Regions from separate parts of the Sus scrofa genome. Here region 1 is linked to region 2. A link is a contact called in public Hi-C data. All regions are on one chromosome and are shown on one strand. Each heading gives the region's core, a stretch centred on a gene start, on an enhancer-like site or on the middle of the called end of the contact. The rest is flanking DNA. Distances are from core to core; before and after follow the strand shown. Region 1 has its middle 110 kb from the start of COPS8. Region 2 has its middle 200 kb from the start of ACKR3.

Region 1 (6,523 bases), core at 1,768-4,267, 150 kb before region 2:
TTGCTATTTTCTGGGCCGCTTTTGCGGCATATGGAGGTTCCCAGACTAGGGGTCGAATCAGAGCTGTAGCCACCGGCCTACGCCAGAGCCACAGCAACGCAGGATCCGAGCCGCGTCTGCTACATCACAGCTCACGGCAACGCCGGATCCTTAACCCACTGAGCAAGGGCAGGGACCGAACCCGCAACCTCATGGTTCCTAGTTGGATTCGTTAACCACTGCGCCACGACAAGAACTCCTGATTCTTTTTTGCTATTAACATGAAATCTTCCTTTGTCAGGAAACCCCCCGGTAGCAGCGGCTTGCAGTTCATCGGCCCCTAATGAAGCCTCCTTCTGCCACTAACTCCAAAGACCAGTGTCGTCTCTTCCGGAACCAGAGCACAGGCACTTCCGGGGTGACCCGGCAGCCCCTACCCCCTCCTGGAGGTTGGAAAACAGTGTCCTAACAATGAAGATTTATGACCCCAGACCAGACAAAGACGACCAACACACTCACTTATTTGGAGCTTGGCTTTTGGCTGAGCGAAGGCAGTGAACACGTGAATGAAAGGCATTAATATTCCAGTTTAAAAATATATGGCCTAAAAAAGACACTCATGCAAAAAAAATCTTTCTTCATTAAGAAGAGCCTATGTACACTGAGACTTTGGCCAGAAAAAAATCCTTTAGTGCTTTTGAGTAACTGTTTAAAAGGCCTGAGTAATCAAAAAATAGACCCACAAAGACGGACGACGAATAGAATTGAAGTCTCCTGCATCAGTGACGGGAGCCGGGTCCGCAAGCCCCCAAGGCTGCCAGCCCCCAAATCCTCATGCCGCAAGCCAAGTGGGGCTCCTGCCGGGCACAGCTTTGTCAACAGCCCTGTGTGTAAAAATGGAACCCCTCCTTGCTGTAAAACGTGTTACTAGAAAGAAAGAATATGCCAGAGGCCCAAGAGGAAATTTTAAAGAGAAAAATAGACTCACATCAAAGGCTTTGATTTTTCCATGTTTCCTTGCCGTCTTTGTTCGAGTATATGTATAATTTTATAGTGATGACAATGGAATAAGGCACACTCTCCTATCATTTTTTTTTCTTCATTTTGAATGATTTCCCTTAGGATAAAACCAGGAATGATTCTATTGGGCCAACAACTTTGAACATATGGCTAAATATTTTCTGCCACGAGAAGGGGCCTTATCGGCTGAGCCACATTTTTACCCTAAGTATTTGAGTTTTGTGTTTTAAGTTCCTGTTTAAAAATGTGAAAATGTAAAAGTAGAGACTTAATTTTATTTTTTTGTCCTTTTTTTTTTTTTTAGGGCCACACGGGAGGCATATGGAAGTTCCCAGGCTAGGGGTCAAATCAGAGCTACAGCTGCCGGCCTACACCACAGCCACAGGATCCGAGCCGTGTCTGCGACCTACACCACAGCTCACGGCAACATGGGATCCTTAATCCCCTGAGTGAGGTCAGGGATCGAACCTGTGTCCTCATGATTACTAGTCAGATTCGTTTCCCCTGAGCCACAACGGGCACTCCAAAGCCTTAATTTTTAAGAACATGGTGTTTAAAAATTATTAAAAACACAGCATACTTTTCCAAATTGTTTAAGAATTGTAGATGCTTTTGTATGAATTGTTAGATCACAATTCTTTACCTATTTGCCTACTGAGATTTTGATACTCTTCTTAGAAACAGAAGTGCATTTTATTTTGGCTCCACCCTGGAATGCAGAAATTCCCGGGCCAAGGATCAAACCTGTGCCACAGCAGTGACCTGAACCATAGCAGTGATGACGCCAGATCCTTAACCACAAGGCCACAGGGAGCTCCTGAAGTGCGTATTTGATACTCATATCAACTCTATCATTTCATTGGCATGGTTATCCCAGTCTATTATTTTTCCTTATTCCTTTCATTTTAGTTATACAAGTTGATGCAATTAAATCTGTTCCACATTTCACGGCAATTCTGTCTTGGCCTGCGTCTCAGAAAGTCCCCTGCCCTGGTCGGCCCCCCTGAACAATCCTCCCCTCTCCTCTGCCAGCCTGTCCCCCTTTGGACCCCCTCTCTCCCCTCTGGCCTCCTTGCTGGACCAGCTGGCCCTTTCCTTATACTTGCATAGGGCCGGCCAATTTAGCAAATAAAAATTCAAGAGGGCCAGGTGAATTTGGATTACAGGTAAACAATAAGTAATTTTTTCAAATAAGCATCCTCATGCAATATTTGGAAAACAAATACACTAAAAAATGCATTGCTTACGTGAAATTCAAACGTAATGGGATGTCCTGTATTTTAACCGGCAGCCCTAGCTTTTGGTCCCCACTTGTGCCCTGGGTCAACTCTTCCTGACCAGGTTAGTATTTATGCTTAGTCTTTAGGAAGATGTGTTGCTTGTCTGAGATGCAGAGGTGAGCTTCCCTGCGGACTCTCAGGGGCTCCTTGACTGCTCAGCCGGCCCAGGTCTATGTGGTGGCCTGGGGAGGGGTTCTCTCTGGTGCAGCCTCTGGCCTCCACATCTGTGCTGGTGTGTCCTGGGTTCTGTAATAAAGGACCACAGACCAGGGGACTTATTTTCTCACTGTTCTGGAGACTAAAAGTGCCAGATCAAAGTGTCTTCAGGGTTGGTTTCTTCCGAGGTCTCCCTCCTTGGCTAGTTGACGGCCGTCTTCTCCCTGGGTCCACACGGCCCTCCTTCCATGTGTGTCTGTGTCCTAACCTTCTTCTTAGGACACCAGTCATGTTGGGTTAGGGCCACCCTGACAACCCAGTCTAACTTCATTGCCTCTCGGAAGACCCTACCTCCGCCTGCAGGCACGTTCTGAGGCACTGGGAGTGAGACCTTCAACACGCGAATCTGGGGAACGCCGTCCAGCCGTAACAGTGCCCGCCACCCCCGCGGCTGTCCATCCGAGGCATCGTCCTGCCTTGTTCTCTGCGGTCTTGGGGGATCCCACTGCCCCAGGATGGGAGCCCTACAAAACTCCAGTGGTTCTTGGGACATCTGGATCTCCTCAAGACCTTCTCCCAGGGCACAGCTCCAGCCCTCCTTGGTGGGGCCCCCATGGGTGGAGCCCTGTCCACTGTGGACAGATTACCCAACACTGGCCAACACACTTTTGGACCTCAACTTGGACCTACGCCTGGAAACTTCTGCTCCACAGCCTCGCCCACGAGGCCCTCCCGTCCCCATGGTTTATGAATCACTCTGGAAATTCTCTCTCTGTCTTTCAGGGCTTGGGTCTTGGACCCCTTGGCTGCCTTCTCCAGGGCCCGCCGTGGTCCACAGGCCATCCGTCTCCATCATGTCCATCCCCTCCTGCCTCCTTGCCTCCCTCCTCAGGCCGTTTTGTCATGGAGCCGACTGGCCTTCCACCAGGTCCAGCCAAGCCATGACACTGTTCAGCTTACTGCTGGCTGGCCTATGCTTTTGTTTGTAAAATAGTCTACAATCTACTGCATCTAGAATGTATTTTGTCAGGCGGCCTGTGGTGTGGTTTCACTGCGACACAGTTTCTTGTTTCACAAATCATTATCAGGACACTATACCATTTACTAAACACCCATTTCCCTTCGCCGCTGCTTTCTTGATGCTACTCCATGGCGTGTAAAACTTCCTCCCACGCAATCTGTGCTGTGACGATGTGATGGCCGCTGGCCTCCCATGGCCATTACGCACACTTAAAACATGCGTAGCCTAGATTTCCAAGGCTGTAGAAAGAAAAATAAGGTAAAATATCTTTTAATATTTTTTTAATTGGTTAAAAAGATCACATTTTTGTTATATTGGTCTAAAGAAAACATTTTAAAAATAGTTTTACCTATTTCCTTTTACATTTTTAAATGTGGCAACTAGTAAATGTAATATTCCATCTATGAGTGACTATATTTCTTTTTCTTTCTTTCCTTCTTTCTTTTTTCTTTTTGCTTTTTAGGGCTGCACCTTTGGCACATGGAGGTTCCCAGGCTATGGGTCGAATCAGAGCTTTAGCTACCAGCCTACACCACAGCTGTCACGGCAACGCTGGATCCTTAACCCATTGAGTGAGGCCGGGGATCAAACCTGTGTCGTCATGGATACTAGTCAGGTTGGTTACCACTGAGCCACAATGGGAACTCCCAACGACTGACTGTATTTCTGCATGATTGCCTTTAACTCAAGGCTTATACATTTTGCTCCTTTTATCTCTTTCTTGGTTTTTAGCCAGTATTTTAATGTTTTAATTAATGTTCCTCCTAAAACACATTTTAAGATCTGCTAGAAAGAGGGCAAACACTTCCCTCATTACTCATTTTTTCAGACTGTCTTTTGGAAGACTTCGCCCATTGTTCTTTCAGAGGACTTTCAAAATTACCTTTTGCCAAACTCATAAAAATCTTGTTTGAACTATTCCTTTTTACCTCTAGAAATACCTTTGCCCCTAAAATTGGTGGATTTCCAATAGACCTTTGAGGTGTCATCTATATGTTCCATATTTTCTCAGACCTCACCTCTCCGTATGCATTTTTGATGTCCTGGTGGAGGAGGTCCGCTCCCAGATGCTGTTGGTTTTACATATCTGTCATTGCACGTCACCCAGGCAAGCTGCGTTTAAGGTAGTACAGTCTTAACCGGTCTTATCTTTGAAGAGTGTCTTTCTCCTCTTACCATATGCGCTCATTTTGTTCTGTTTCCTATGCTATCATAATTTACAATGACCAAGACTTCCAAATCTCAATAAATAATAATGGTGGTGGTGGGCATTGTTCCTGAAAATAATTTGCTAAGTATTACTTTTTGGAATATTTACCCTTTTAAACTTGGCAGTGTTTTTTCTTGGCTCTGATTGCCTTCAAGGACACCCATTGCAGAGGCATGTTCCCTGTCCAAGTGAAATAAGCAGTCTAGAAAACAGAGTTTCCTTCTGGCTCTCAGCAATCCACCCACTATAAAAATAACACAAAATCATCATGGTTTTTTTTGGGGGGGGGATTTTGAGACATATTTTCATAGGGTAAATTGCCAAATTATAGACAGCCCCAGATGCCCTGCAAAAATGTCAGCGGATGGAGAGACAGTTTTACATTCTCTCCCCTGGGCCAAAGTTCAAGACACATGCATCAGGGTTAGACTTGGACTTTGGGTTAGATTTTAGAGTTAGGGTCAAGGTTAGGGAAACCTGGTTTGAATGCACTATGATTTACATTTCAACTTAAAAACTCCAGACATCATTTAGCGTTATCTTAGGCTTTCTACAAACAGATCAACAAAGAAGCCACTAGGGTATATCTTGGAGAAAATGGCAGGCTCAGAATTTTTATAGGACAAGCTACAGGAGCAAGCTCTTACATAAGGATGAAGGTGGTACTGTTGAGAACACCATCAGCCAAGCCGGCCGTGGCTGGTGTGTGCACCAGACAGAAGTGCCTGCTGCAGGGACAGGGCGCCTGGCTGCTGTCTGAATCTGGGTTCTCAAGAGGGGGCATTCTGTTATGTTTGGAGCCAGATCAGTCAAAACGGGAGGATGGGAAGCATCGGCTTCATCTTTCGAAGTGTCTGTTGAGGGCCCAGTCTGGAGTTTTCAGCTCAGCCTGGGATTTCTGGGTGGTGGGTATTCTGGACGCATCGCCACCCCAACAGGTGTGCTCGGCATACCTCACCCCAGACATGGGATGCCGCTCTGGCTCTGACAGTATTTTCAGATGCACCCTCCCTGAATGAGGTATCCTGCGGGTGGTGCTCTGGTTGATAAAGTTGTGTCCCTCCACCTCGCCTTGGCTACTGGTCTCTGGGAATTTGTACAGTGGGAGAGAATCTGAGTAGGGCCAGACTCCAAGGAGAGTCTTCATTTCCTAATTCTCCAAGCTATTCCTCTCTTCCATGGTGGATCTCCTTTCTCAAATAAAAGCTCCTGCAGGGTGAGGACCAGGAGGCAGCCCTCATGGGCAGGTAAGGAGATGCGGGAGAGCTTCCACTGATGGCGGATTGGACCTTCTGGGAAGCGAGTGCTGATGCTGTGTTAGGAGCGCAATGGTTCATTTGGGAGCATGGCTTTGAAAGGAAAAGGGAGGGAGTGGGGTGGCAGGGGAGGCATGGGCTGCGATGGGCCTGTTGTCTTCACTTCCTGCATTACTTGAGCCCTGGAGCAAGGCTCTCTTGTTAGAGGGGTCTTGGTTCTGCTGGAAGTGGCCAGGCCTTTACACTCAGCCTTGTTTGGTCACCATCCGGGAGCACCCAGTTACTGAACTCAAAAGCCAATCATCTGAGAGGCAAGCGTCAGTTAGAAAGGAAAGACACTTCAATCAGTGCAGGAGGGTGCAGAATCCGACCCCGTCTCCGTGATTCATGAAGAGCCTTCCTCCTTCTTCCCCTTAAAAACTGTCGTCATGCGAGTTCCCATTTGTGGCCCAGCAGGTTAAGAACTCAAGATCGTCTCTATGAGGAAGCAGGTTCGATCCCTGGCCTTGCTCAGTGGGTTAAGGATTCCACGTGGCTGTGGCTGTGGTGTAGGTCGAAGACACACTCAGGTCCCGTGTGGCCGTGGCTGTGGTGTAGGCCG
Region 2 (6,298 bases), core at 3,033-5,532:
TTTATCTGCCTCTGAGCAACTTTTACCCACACTCCCGTCGAGAAACGTTTGAAGGACAAGGAGCCCATCCAGTTATCCACAGGTTTCCAGAATTTTCTGCACGAAGTGTAGTCTCTCTTATCTTGTTTGTCATGTCAAGGACGAACAGAATTTCCACGTGGATGCAGTGGTGATATAAGAAAGAGCCTTGAGGAGTTCCCATCATCGTGGCTGAGTGGTTAACGAACCCAGCTGGCATCCATGAGGTTTGATCCCTGGCCTTGATCAGTGGGTTAAGGATCTGGCGCTGCTGTGAGCTGTGGTGTAGGTTGGCAGCTACAGCTCTGATTAGACCTCTAGCCTGGAAACATCCATATGCCATGGGTGTGGCCCTAAAAAGACAAAAAGACGAAAAAAAAAAAAAGTTTGAACATTTGAGGTCCTTCTACATCAAATCACTTAAGAAGTCCTATGTGGCTCCAAAGGTTAGGGACCCAACATTGTCTCTGTGAGGCTGTGTGTTTGATCTCTGGCCTTGCTCAGTGGGTTAAAGATCCAGCCTTGCCAGCAGCTGCAGCTATGATTCGACCCCTAGCTCAGGAACTTCCGTATGCTGCAGGTGCAGCCCTGAAAAGAAAAAACAAAACAAAAAAAGTAAAAGAGAAAGGGAAAAAGAAGTGGGGGAGGAGAAGTTGGACATAAGAAATGGTACTTCACACACACACAGAGCCAGTCACACACCAGGAGGCACTTTGCTTCCCGAAGGGATTCATTTGTCTCATTTCCATGAGCTTCGAAGTCTCACAGCCAGTTCAGGCTTCTGTTTTTGCTTTGGCTACCAGGACCCTCCAGTTAGCACCCCCGCTTCAGTAGGGCTAAGACCATCTGGTTTATCCTTTTCCTGCCACTCTGCCGTCTTGATTCTCCGTCAGCTCTGATGCCCCCCAGTCCTAATGCATTACTTTTTATCCATTTAGTCCCCATATTCATTTTGGGAGAGGCACCTAAAATCGTTTGTGGAAAGAGGTGGGCATGTAAATAAGCCAATTAAATCGGTGACTAATGAGTTGATAGAGGTAAAGTATCTTTAACCCAAGTTGCCCCTCAGTTGATGAGACACACATTTCCCTGTGTGACCTGGGAAATGAAGCATTGGTTCCGTGGGTTGATACTGTCCTGCTGAGAGTCAAAATTAGAAGCAAAATTAAAAGTAAGCCCTGTCCGTCTGCCCTCTCTAGCCCCTCAGAGTGAAGTTGCTTGAAGGGTGGTCTATATTCCATGAGTGGGAATCCAAACCTTTCAAGGTCACTCAACGCTGAACTGAGTTCTGGTTTCACAGGAACAAAACGAGGTCCCAAACTTGTATGGATCCCTGTCTGCTGATGTTCGGACTGTCATACAATGAATAAAGTTTCAAAAGTTGGAAAATCAGGGCGTTCCCATTGTGGCTTAGTGGTTAACAACCCAACTAGTATCCACGAGGACGTGGGTTCGATCCCTGGCCTCTCTCAGTGGGTTAAGGATCGGGCATTGCCATGAGTTGTGGTGTAGGTCTCAGATGTGGCTCAGATCTGGTGTTGCTGTGGCTGTGGTATAGGCTGGCAGCTACAGCTCTGATTCCACCCCTAGCCTGGGAACCACCATATGCGGTGGGTGCAGCCCTAAAAAGACAAAAAGACAAAAAAAGCTTGGAAAATCACAACCAATAGGGGAGTGAGTTCTTTTTGCTGGACTGTAGAGGTCAGTGAATGGATTTTGCAGGACATCTCATGTATTGGGGCGGTTGAGATCTTAGCTGAGATCTAAACCCACACTGTCACCTGGGGTCCCCTCTGCCACATGCCTGCCTGCAGCCAGTGCCAGCTTCTGCCAGCCTCCCCCACCACTGTGATGAGCACCTCCCTCACCCTCCCCTGCCTGGGGCTGCACCCGCCAGCTCTCCCGGCCCTATCAGAGGACTGACTCAGTGTGCAGAGGTCAGGGCTTCCGTTTCAGGGCCCTGGGAGGGGCTTATCCAAGTGCCCCACCAGTATTTGTTGTATGCAGTTTGCAGAGTGATGTATCTGCATCCCTACTGGTTAAGCCCCCCATCTCTTGCCCCTCTGACTTTCTCTCCTGCCTCCACTGTGGGTGGGGGAGGGACCAGGGGCTTTGGGGGATCCCTTTAAGGGGAAGTTGAGTTGGAAAAGCAATTAGTTTAGGGTTTGCCAGCTATCTTTCTGTGGTTTGTGTCCACTTCCAGGGAGTTATGCTGTTGATCACCATCCTGGTTTAGGAATGGCTCTGGGCATCTCCCTCCCGCCCCTTGGCTGCCCATGGACTGTGCTCACACCTGGATTTGTCAAACTGGCTAGCGGTGTCAACAATGCATAGCATCCTGAGGACTAAAACAGAAATGCCCTGAAATCTTACAGGGCAGAACTGTAACAGCCGCTTTTCCAAGCTCGACAACACTCCTCTAAGTTTACCTGAGCTTCTGGTATTTGTCCCCTAACCTCAGCCCCTGCCCCGCCCCACCAATAACAGGTGGTGGGGCTGAAAGACATGTTCCTAGACCATGGAGAACATAAAACGAATTTTGACCCACCCTGTGGAGAGAAGAATGGAATCAAATGCTCATCTCTCCATAGGAAGCAATAATTCAAAATTATTGTTGATCTGGATGTGATTAAAGAATGTATAGCCAGATGGAAGGAGTCAGTATGATAAACGGGGCTTAGGCAGTTGATCAGATATATTAACGGTAGTTCCAAGAGTCATAAGACATGTTGCTTTTTCGGATTTTGTAACTTATGTGTTATGTATCAGCTTTTCAAAACTTGTGATTTGCCGTGATTTCTTTTCAAGTATAAATGAAGACGGACATAGCTCATTTAGGCTGTGTAATCATGTTTTCTCTTGCTTCAAGAGAACCCTGAGTGTTGAACAGACCCCAAACCCACATCCTACCCCGGCACCAGGGTGTGGGGGCAGCGCTTACTCCTACAGCCCAAGCCCAGCATCCTCAGATCCACCGTGGTGGGGGGGGGCAGGGGGTGGGACCAGGGACTCCCCTTCAGTTTGGGCTTCTCTGCTTGTGCCACCACATCTGTTCATCCTGCTGGGAGAGGGTGCTGCTGTGAGACTCGCCTTTTGTAGCAGCTCTGACACCTGTCTGTCCCTCACCAGCTCCTTATCCCCAGAGCTTGGGGCTCTTCCCAAAACCAGGCAGACTGTTCTCAGGATCAGGATGTGAGAGCTCCAAGGGACTGCTGTGGGCAGAACATCGGCCGTGAGACTCCAGCCTCTAAGCCCTCCCATCGATGGGACCCCTGGAATATGAAAGAAATCTAACGCCCCCTCCGCTTCCCTCCCAGGGCCAGCCTTTGTTTCCTTGGTAAAATGGGAAAACGAGGGTTCCTGCCTTGCTGGGTTATGGTGCGTAATATAGTCCACGTGAGGCCTTGGGCACGGTGCCCGGGACACAGTGAGCGCTCACGACTGTCACCAGAAGTTGTGGTTGCTCTTGTCACTGTTTTCACTAATGAGAAATAGTAACTTTAGTCATAATAATACCGAGCGTGTCACCAATGTCATGTAAATTATGAACCGAAATATTTCCCAAGAGGACCTAAGTGACAGAGCCCTTTGGAAAGCTGGGGGGCTGCCCACACATTTGAGAGCAATCCAACCCCATTTCAGTATAGCCATTAATCCCTTACCAATCCGGCGTGATCCCCCAGCTTATGCGTCCAAAGGATGTCATGAGAACCTTTCCCAAAAATGTTGTTTCCAGATATATTACATCTACAAAAAGCCTCAGCTCTGCAAGTCCAATTTCCCTGTCAAAACAAGGAAATAAAGCTAATCTTGTGTGATTGGCCCTTACTGAACTCCCACTGGCTTCAAATGATCACCTTCCCTCTGCAGAGGCTTCTCAACCATGTACTTGAAAGTCGTTTCTAAATTCTTGCCCTGGATCCAGCTCGTGGGGCTGTGGTTGGAGGAGATGCTTCCTCTTCCTCTTTTCATAGGAAGTCAGCATTTTCACACAGACCACAAGCATCGCAGAAACAACAACCTCGTGGGTGTACTCAGCTAAAACGGGGCCAGCACTACCTCACCACCCTAATTATCTGCGTAATTTTTCGGTTACTCAAAATAGAATTCTGTCTCCACCTAAAAATGCTGCAAGAGAGGGGGGCTGAGTTTTTCATTATAGGGGTTTTTATTGTTGTTGTTTTGTCTTTTTAGGGCTGCACCTGCAGTATATGGAAGTTCCCAGGCTAGGGGTTGAATCGGATATGTAGCTGCCAGCCTATGCCACAGCCATAACAATGCCAGATCCAAGCTGCCTCTGCGAGCTCACAGCAATGCCAGATCACACCTGCATCCTCATGGATATTAGTCAGATCTGTTTCCACTGAGCCACGATGGGAACACCCATCGTAGGGGATTTTTCAAAAATTTTCCCAGACTTGGTTTTCTAAAAGATGTGGGGCTTATATTTGAATCGAGCTGCTCCTGATGCCCTAAGAAGGTGTAGTGTCTGGGCCTAAATAAGAAAAGTCCACCCTCGTATTCTCAGCTTCGCCTCTGCGGTCCAGGACACCATAAGTTGGGGCCACTGTTCTCCACCAAGGCTGAACTAGAGCTGGGTTCTGGAGGAGAACAGGCCATGGCCAAAAGGGCTAGAGGGACAGGTGAGGCCACTTGATTCCAGCAAAAGCTAAGAAGTCAGCCTGGCTATGAGATGACACAACTGCCCAACCAGAGTGTTTCTTTTGCCATGTGAGGTAGCTGACCCAAACCTGCCAACCCACTTGAGCCGCAGCCCCGAGACTTGCTAAAATTCCTGGAGCTTCCGTCCTTGAGAGACACTATCCGAGAATGAAACCAACACAGATGAAAGCGGAACTAAGAGATGGAGACCAGCTTCTGACAACAACGCCTGAATATCTGGAACTAGTTTCCCCTAAAGCTAGATTCAGCTCCCACTGGAACTTTCGGTTCTATAAGCCAATAAATTCATTTTTTCTTAGGCCAACTTGAATTACTTTTCTGTCTATTGCAACTGAAAGAATCTTATCCGATTGTTTGCAGAACCAGAGAGCTGAAAAGGGGATTGGGCAGGTCCAGGACCAAAGGCACCGTGGCAGACCTCACTGATCCTCACCAAATATCCCCAAGTCTTGGTTTTTCCAGGCACATGTTAGGGTTGCTTCTCTCCACTCCCTTTGAAGTTAGCTGTGGCCACGTGACTGGCTTTGGCAAATGAAAGGTGATCAGAGAGGCAGAGATCCACTTCCAGGGAGGAGCAAATGTGTTATGTCAATGCATCCCTTTTTTCTGCCCATGGAAACATGGTACCGCCCTCATCCTGGGTCCATGAGACAGAGAGGAGCCCATGTCCCAACCAAGCTGTGATGGAGAGTAGCCTGAGTGAGCAGGAAAAACAAACAAAAACAAAGTGTTTTAATCCACTGATATTTGGGGCCCATTTGTTACTGCAGCATCGTGTGTATGGTCCTGACTGGTATAAACAGCTGGTTTACAGGGAGAGCAGTGAGAGCCCGAGGAAGAACCATGCATAGTAGGCATCTTGGGTGACCCGCCATCGGTGGGGTCTGGGCCTTCCTTGAGGTGGAGAGATGGCTGGGAGGATCTTAAGGACTAGAAGACCCAGAGGACGCGCAGACCAGGCACGTGAACATTGTTTAAACCAAGAGGTTAGGAGACCATGGGAGGGAGGACTTCGACTGGTCAGTAGCCAGGAAACCTTGGATAACACTTGTGAGGAAGAGCAGCCAAAGGAGAGGAGAGAAACGGAATTTGCAAGTGATCCCACCCAGAAGACAGCCCTCTGTGGACAGATGGAACTAGTCTTGAAATTTACCTGCCTCCGTTATTCTGTGAGTCAGATTCCCAGCTCCAGATTTACATCTGTTGTCCTGGAGCTCCATGGTGTTTCTGGAGAAGGTCCTAGAAAGAGACAGGCCACAATCCCCAGGGTGTGGGCATTGGGATTCCAATTAGATAACAGAGTTTTGAAGACTATCACAGGACAGAATTCTGTGTTTTCTTTCATGAGGGGGGAATTCTAAAATAGCTTATTGTTTAATGATCTATTGCAATTACAGCATATTATCTCAAAATTTGTCATTTAAACCAATAGACATTTATTAAGTTACGGTTTCTGTGTGTCGGGAATTTGGAAGTGGATCCACTGGGTGCTTGTGGCTCAGAGTCTCTGATGAGATCACCGTCAAGACGTTGGCTGGGTCTGCAGTCCCCTGAGAGCTTGACTGGGCCTGAGGACCCTCTTCCAAGGCTGCTGGCG

Evidence for each region. Hi-C and Micro-C count contacts between places; a contact is called where the count stands out from the background.
Region 1: a contact with region 2 is called in a Hi-C map of retroperitoneal adipose tissue, with 1.7 times the contacts expected there. The contact joins two enhancer-like sites. A contact is called at or near these places in 1 of 47 Hi-C or Micro-C datasets (retroperitoneal adipose tissue) and 1 of 2 datasets of contacts at active chromatin or transcription factors (skeletal muscle).

The regions. Positions count from the first base shown.
Region 1 is chr15:136,716,840-136,723,362 of Sscrofa11.1, reverse strand. No RefSeq gene overlaps it. Among named protein-coding and RNA genes, the nearest start is that of COPS8, 110 kb to the left of the region's middle. Within about 2 kb of position 3,017, at least 11 of the 83 cell types and tissues checked have an H3K27ac peak or open chromatin away from gene starts, as enhancers often do. A contact at or near this core is called in retroperitoneal adipose tissue, where this site is marked.
Region 2 is chr15:136,571,920-136,578,217 of Sscrofa11.1, reverse strand. No RefSeq gene overlaps it. Among named protein-coding and RNA genes, the nearest start is that of ACKR3, 200 kb to the right of the region's middle. Within about 2 kb of position 4,282, at least 15 of the 83 cell types and tissues checked have an H3K27ac peak or open chromatin away from gene starts, as enhancers often do. A contact at or near this core is called in retroperitoneal adipose tissue, where this site is marked.